Linked DNA regions of Callithrix jacchus: region 2 is linked to region 1. A link is a contact called in public Hi-C data. All regions are on one chromosome and are shown on one strand. The core of a region is the stretch at or near the end of the contact, and the rest is flanking DNA. Distances in the headings are between cores, read along the strand shown. Region 1 holds the start of LOC100394720 (myosin-4). Region 2 has its middle 31 kb from the start of MYH2.

Region 1 (4,050 bases), core at 546-3,045:
CAGTGAGCAGCTTTTACACACACTGCTTAAATACAGCTGCCAAAATAACTCTTCTAATTTAGATTGAAGCCATTCTTCCCACTCATATCTAATCAGAAAGAACTACACAAATACAAAAAGACTTCGTGTTACTCTCCTGTGTTTTCTTTGCAATCCTTTAAGAAGCAAGTCTAAGGGAAATGTGTACTGCCTCATTCAGTGCTGCTTCTCTTCTCTCCTTGTCTAAGATCTGCAAGGTCCTCTGATCCACTCCTGGTGGCCCACGGTAGGCGTGCCAATAGAGTATCATGCTCCTGTTTCAGAGGTTTCAAGATCTCAGAAATCAGTCTATCTGTAATTGATCAGAGTTCTAACTTTTATGTTAAGAGTCCTCACTATCTATAGTCCTATAACTCACCCTACGTATCTTGGACTCACATTCATAATTTCTTCTTTTATCTTTCAATTTCAAATACAGTAAATATGTTTAATACATACTGATTATGTCTGCAAGTCAGATGTTAAGTTCCAAAAGAAGTAAAAATAAATGATCTGAGAGAAAAATTAGAATAAGTTTCCTTCTGGCTTAGAGCCTAAAACTTTGGGTAAGTCGCTAGACTTCTGTGAGTTATTTTCACAGAGATATTTTTCTTAAATCCTGACCACCTATTTGATAGAATTTTATAAAAATAAATTTCAAAAGTATAAAAGATTCAATCTGTCAATGTGTTAAAGATAAATTCTAAGTCAACAGAAAGCAGTGATCTCATTAATCAGTAATTTAAGCCAGCAGATGACAGTCAAAAACATCTCACCAGATCTCAGTTAGGGTCACACTTAGAGTAGGTATATTTCCTGCCTTATTCAGCAACAGCTGTGTATGTAGCAAAACCACCAATGGCCAATTTATGAATATTATGGACATATGTGATGGCCCACCCATCTTTTCAGTCTACAGGGAGAATACTGTGGATATCATGACTTTCCTCCCACCTTAAATAAAAATATGCAGTACCCACCTCATTAGAGCTATAGCTAGTCATGAGAGTCTGCCCATGAACTAGGAATGCATGTTTGTTTCTCCTTCCATTATGCAGTGGAAATATGCATGGAACATCACACAGCATCCTGTTGTTCCATCAGTGAAAACATACAAGCTGGAGATATCCATGGAAAGTCCACCAGAAAAAGAACAGAAGTGTTTATATCTATTCTAAATCCCTTATGCCTCCCCCAGTGGTCCATCAGCACTGCCTAATCTGAGAATTCACTTTCACCTTCATATTTAGACTTTCAGACTTCAAAAGAATCTATCACCGGTCTTTCTAAAATCCAGACTGTGGCTAGGAATTTTGTCTTAATATCCATGACTCACTGCTTCCAATCATAGTGTCAGATTTAAATTCATTCCAGACTCCTTAATGGCTCTAAGACCCAACAAATTAATTAATCCGAAACTCCTCACGTCGGGCTCATTCTGTTGGACCAATTTTATAGGCAGAGGAGTAAGTGGGAATCTGGCTTTGAATTCTGTGACGAATGATGCAAAAGCCAAGCTGCAGAAGCAGCCTTAGAAGCTCTGAATCCCCATCCCCTATCAAATGCCTATAAAGAACCCTAGATCATCCTCTGTCAAATTATTTATAGGTGACAAGAAATATTTCTAATTATATCCATTCACAGCCACAGTCAGTGAATACTGTGCAAAGAGATTGCCAAAAACGGTTGTGCCAAGTAGGTTCCCGGCTAGGACAGCTGAGGTGGCTGCTGTGTTTGCAGAATGGTCTGTATAAAAGTGGAGCTGAGATGCCTCTGCCCCATCCTCCCTCAAAATTCTTCAAGGTATGTATATGTGGAAGAACACAGTTTTACATTCCTGCTGACAGTGATTTTTCATTTAAAGAAGATCTATTATTTCCCAAATTTTAATTTTTCTTTCCAACATTCTTAAGGATGACACTGTACACAATATAGTTATTAGTATTTTGTGATTAAATGGGGGGGGGGGAAGAATCCTGCATTCTCTTTATTCTTTCTTTCAACAGTAGTTGTCTGCTTTGAGCCTGCCACCTTCTTCATCTGATAGCACAAGAGGTAAGAATAATTTATTATTACACTCTAAAGAACAAAGGAATCTCTATATTGCTACATCTTAATAAGCTACCATTTTATTTCCTAGTTTAGTATTGGGAATAGGATATCAGGGCCAGCTGTTCTTTAAAAATGACTTCTCATAAAATTTTGGCTTTTCGGGCCACTTAAAACTTAATGAAACTTCTCTTTCACATGTTGTTAGAACTTCAGAAAGAATGCAACCATCATATGTAATATTTAATGTGAACTACCACTCCAACTTTACCCATAAGGATACATCGGAGAGACTGCATGATAAAAATCAAGATGTGTTTATCTGGAAGTCAATATTTCTAGGTGCCAACCCAGGCTTTTCACTGATTCTATTTGTCTGGATCAAGCCAGTTAGCCTTTATGTATCTCGAAATACAGCATGTTGCAGTGGAATTAACAACAAACCTGGATTTAGCGGAATAGGACTCATGTCCCAGCACCCCCACTTATCACCCATCTCTGTGATACTGAATGACCCTTAACCTTTCCAGGCCTTAGTTTCCTCATCAGTAAAATGAGGAGGCTGGATTTTATTGACTGCTAAGGTCTATCCAGCTCTTGCCAACTTTGATTGGAGTCAGTGGTTATCAAGGACTCCTGCACAGAATCAAAACATTTAATGGAACCCTGCTAACTGTGCATGTGGAGACATGTATTTCTGGTATTACATTAAGGGTATACATCATGAAAACCTATTCTACACTTAAGAATTATTTTAAATGAGTTTATATTTAATATAGCAGCTATATTCATTTAGAAAAGAACAGAAAACACTGTTCATGTAGAAATGTTGCTTCTTCAAACTTGAGGCAATGATCACTGTGTGGGTAGATTCAAGGACCCCCTGCAACAACCTGAGGCTCTGTGGGGGCTTGACCCACAAGTTGGGAAACAACTAATCCATAATAAGACAGGAGATAGGAAAGGTAGCAATCATCTTTCTGTGTTTCCTGGATACACTGCATTCTAATCTCCACATGGTAGTGTGTTGTTAATTCAAAGCTGCCTGGTGTAAAAACAAACACAGAAATAAAATATAATGTAATATAACAACATTTCTCCTTCAAAGAAAAAAAACCTGACATTAAATGTTCCAATATATATCCCCTGAAAATACATCTAAATTTCATAGTGTCATCAGGACACTTTTACAAATAAGGCTGATTTTGGAAATAGAGTGTGTGGTAAATTCCACAGCATTTTAAGTTAAGGGGAAGTTTAATGCTGATGATAAAAGGTCAAAATTCTTTCTGGAAAGGCTACAGAAGGTGGTGGCTATCACTGTTGCTGCCACCATCGTTGTCGTCATTATCATTGACAACCAAGACACTGCTTTCCACAACTATCCCCTCTTCTGTTCCACAGAGGTCACCTTCTTTAATTCTGGCCACTCACCCTGTTCTTGCCATCAGGACAATAGGACTTATTTTATTTTCTCATAATTAATTTGTCAGTGGGGAAAGTTTTTTAAGTTCATTTCGGCTTGAAACTTTATACTGGCTATCCATTTCAGAAAAAGTATTTAGAAGACTGATATTTTTAAAAGGAAAAGAAGAAAGAGATTATAAACCTAAAACCTAAGATTCAGATTTTTAAAATCCATTATGCTGAAATCCAACTAAAAACAAAGAGAAATACAGACTAAAAAATACAATCACTATTAAATTTTATTAAAAATGAAGATGTCTTTTCTCTAAGAATCTTTTAAAGTTGTTTTTGCTTTAGATAATATTTCTGGCTTTAAAACAATTTAAAAACTAATAAAAGAAATCTAAATTTTTACTTTGGGAAAATTACATGTTGAATATTCAGCTTTCATTGTAGTTATTTTTTCCTTTCCTTACCTAATACTTGTCCGTGAACTTGGTGTTTATTTGTAATTATTAGATCTGGACTTATGTCCTGAAAGAACAGATGTACCTGTCAACATTCAATTTTAGTAAA
Region 2 (4,050 bases), core at 1,087-3,586, 110 kb before region 1:
AGTTATATTTATTAGGCCTTATAATTTATTCTACAAAGGACTTGGGAGTGTGAGGCTATAAAATTTCAAAATCTTGTAAGAGTATATCCCCCTACCGGGTGCTTTATTTAAATGTACAGAATGAAAAATAAAAATAAGCATGAGAGCAAAGAAATAAAATGGAGAAGGGGAATGCAATTGGGCTTTCCAATTTATGAAAACACAGGTAACAATCACGGTAATTCTAGGATTTTTAAATCTCTTACATTATTAATCCAAGAAAATGACATTTTAAGCATTACCATCTTTTCACTAAGTTTATATCTTGTCACTCTCTGACATGAAGAAGTATAAATCCATCATGTGCACTGCAAATATATGTTCTTTGGAAATATTTCATCTAATTTAAGGAGTGCGCTTTGCTGAGCTAAAGAGTTTGTGTTAAAACGAACAAGAAATCAACTAAAATGTTTCCAAATGGGACAGCTGGCAATTTCTCTCATATTCACTTTTCAAGCACAATCAAAGCATCCTGCATCCATGAGTATCATTTGTGAAATGCTCTGAACAATGGCTGGTGTTTGCAGATGGCTATTCAGTGTCTCTATCTGTATCTCCACCTGTACAGCCCTAGAGAATGTTATCAAGACTTGAGATTAAGCCTTCTCACTACTATCCAAAATCAACTACTCCTCAAAGGCAGGGTGGTGTAAAATATTCATACCCACCACTGTCATAACTAAGAAAGACCAAGGATCCACTTATGAAATGCCTTGGGAATTACACAGTGCTGTTTGGGCACTTATAGTAGGCATCTTTAAACTCATTTTAAAAACGTATTCATTATTCCTTTCTTTACTTAGGTACCTAAGTATCTACCTGTGCTAGATACTGTTTTAAATGCTAGAGGGGGAAAAAGATAAAAATATAGGCCCTCGTGGGGATAAGAACACATATACATGAACATATATAGCTCTATTTTAAACTTTTAAATATTGAATATTAGTTCATTGCATGGGTATAGGTAAGTTTTCAGTCTCCCATTGATGGGTATACAAGAGTTTTTCACTGTTTTATCTTATTATAAACATCACTACAATAAATCTTGTGTTTATATATTGCACCTATGCAACTAAATTTACAAGCTAAATTTCTAGAAGTAGAACTCTTGCCCAAATGATTTCTGCATTTTCAGTCTTCATAGATATTTCCAAGATGTCTTCTTAAAGATATTGCCTCAGTCTGTACCTCCACCAAAATGATCAGAGAACCCCTTGCCACAGGCATTTTTAAAAGGTGAGGAATGGGCCACAGAGGACTAGAGCTGTACCAGGGCAGGAAGATAATCTAATCCAACCCCCTTAGCAAATGAAAATCCTATTTCTGGGGGAGCAATCACCCTGTTTACTTCATGGTTGCTATGTGACAAATGTGTCCCCAGCTCAAATTTACAAGTTCCAGATGAAGGTGGCTTGTCTTTCAACACAAGCCATCTTTCACCAGGCTGATCATTAGCCTCCCGAGGGCAATATTCTACTTAGCACTCTGTGCTCAGGACGTGCCTCGGTAGGAGAAGGAACACTGTAAAGTCCCAGAAGAATACATAATATATTTTTTTCTTCTTTCTTTCTAAAGAAGAAAGAATACATAATATTTTCTTTCATTGTTAGCAGATACTTTTCATTTCTTAAACTGAGGTATTTCTTCTCCATCCAAACCTACTTCATTCTTTCAGGAAGGTAACATTGGAGCCATTTCACTTGGGATATTTAAAATCTTTGCCCAAGACCCTTATCTCTGGATGAATTGATAAAGAGTAAATCTTCACAAGGCATGTTTATAATTATTACCAGTTGACAGCAAAATACACATTATCAATATCTTAAGTATTACTGGAACACTTGACAAATGAAAATATCCCTTTAAGCTGATCAAACAAATGGACTCACTTTGGTTTGATGCAGGACCATTCCTTCAGTTCTCTGACTTAGACTTAAGTGGATGAGACAGAATTCCTTAATTTTTCTTAGGAGAGTAAATGTTTATTCACAAGCCAGGAAACCAAGCTCTTTCAGTAAACTGACAGATGATGCTCTGTATCCAGTTACCTTTCGAGACATGCTAGCTCTCCAAGTGAGCTATCTGATGGCCAGGACTCTATAGACAGGGAGGACACTGGTGGGTTTACAGGAAACTAACTTCTCTGTTCTTTTCTCCCTTTTCTATCTACCCTACTGCTCTTGGCATTACCTTCCTTCCATCCCTGGATATGATAGTATCATAAGGTCCTCTCTCACTGCAAGAGCCACTTCTCATCTTATTTCACTGGAATTTCCTCCTGCCTGCCTCCTCTTCCTTCACATTTCACTCTCCAAGCCTTCCAGGCCATCACCAGTGTCCTCACGTCTAAACTCTGCACTGGTCCTCTCTTGCCACTGGCCTCCTCTAGCTTCTCCAGCCTGCAGCCTTAACTCCTCCCTCTATAATTTACTTGGCCTCCAATCACCATTCACTCTCATGGTTTTCCATGAACAGAAGCACATTTATGTAACTTCTCTTGTCTTGGACATGGCAGATATCTTACCATTCTGAACCGTCAAATGACTGCCTTTCTATTTCATAGACTATAGGTATAATCCCACCTTTACTGTGGGTACAAACTTCTCCTTGAAATACTAGATTTCCACTAGTGCTTTTTGACAGACAGTGTGAAAGTGTCAAGGACCATCTGTTACATTTCAATTACCCTGAATGGACATTTAAATGAAGGCAAAAGGTAATAAATCTAAAGTGTTGAAAATAAGCCACATTTGAAAGGGGAAAAATAAATTGTCTTGGGAAGTATAAATTGTACCTGCAATAATCACAGCGCAAGCAGAGAGTTACTCAAAAGAGGACATTCACAAATGCGTAGCCACTATGAAAAACAGTATGAAGATTTCTCAAAAAATTAAAAAGAGAACTATTAAATGAGCTAGCAATCCCACTTCTGGATATTTACCCAAAATAACTGAAATCAAGATCTCAAAGAGATTGTACTCCAGAGTTCACCACAGCATTATTCATAATAACAAAGAGATGGAAACAACCTAAATGTCCATTGGCAAGTGAATGGACAAAGAAAAATGTGGTAAATACATAAAATGGAATATTATTCAGCCTTAAAGAAGAAAATACAGTCATAGATAACAACATGGATAAACCTGGAGGACATTATGCTAAGTGAAATAAGCCAGACACAGAAGGACTAATACTGCATGATCTCACTGATATTTAGAATCTAAATTAGACAAACACATAGAAGCAGAGAGCAGAACAGTGGCTGCCAGGGGCTAAAGGGAAGGGGAAATGGGGAGCTGCTGTTCAATGGGTATAAAGATTTAGTTATGCAAAATGAGTAAGTTCTAGAGAGCTGCTGTACCACAGAATGCCTATAGTTAACAATACTGTATTTTACACTTAAAAATTTAAGAGGGTAGGCCGAGTGCCGTGGCTCACATCTGTAATCCCAGCACTTTGGTTGGCTGAGGTGGGCAGATCATTTGAGGTCAGGAGTTCCAAACCAGCCTGACCAGTATGGTGAAACCCTGTCTCTACTAAAAATGCAAAATAAAAAATTAGCTGAGCGTGGTGTTGTGCACCTATAATCCTAGCTACTTAGGAGGCTGGAACGTGAGAATTGATGGAACCTGGGAGGTGGAGGTTGTGGTGAGCTGAGATCATGCCACTACACTCCAGCCTGGGTAACAGAGTAAGACTTTGTCTAAAAAAAAAAAAGAAAAAATAATTAAGAGGGCAGATTTTGTGTTAATTGCTCTTACCATAGTTTTGTTTTGTTTTTTTAAGTTGACATTCACCAGACTTTTTTGACTACTGGTGATATTCAGCCAAACAAACGTCAAAGTCGGCTGTACTTCTGATAAATATGTGTGGGCTGAATTGATGGTGTGCAGTTATGACTGAATGCACACACAGAGCAACACCTGGCCTGGTCCCAGGAGCCAACGTATGGTTGGAGAAAAGGGACCAGGGAAGTGTTGAATCACCTGGGATCAGGCAAGCCAATGGCAA

The links. Hi-C and Micro-C count contacts between places; a contact is called where the count stands out from the background.
Region 2: a Hi-C map of skeletal muscle shows a contact between it and region 1, with 4 times the contacts expected there. The contact joins the enhancer-like site here to the promoter of LOC100394720 in region 1. A contact is called at or near these places in 2 of 3 Hi-C or Micro-C datasets (both in skeletal muscle).

The regions. Positions count from the first base shown.
Region 1 is chr5:76,913,353-76,917,402 of calJac240_pri, reverse strand. It overlaps LOC100394720 (myosin-4), which reads left to right and starts at 1,795. Exons shown (of 40, transcript XM_002747910.6): 1 at 1,795-1,821; 2 at 2,025-2,073.
Region 2 is chr5:77,025,052-77,029,101 of calJac240_pri, reverse strand. No RefSeq gene overlaps it. Among named protein-coding and RNA genes, the nearest start is that of MYH2, 31 kb to the right of the region's middle. Within about 2 kb of position 2,336, at least 1 of the 16 cell types and tissues checked has an H3K27ac peak or open chromatin away from gene starts, as enhancers often do. A contact at or near this core is called in skeletal muscle, where this site is marked.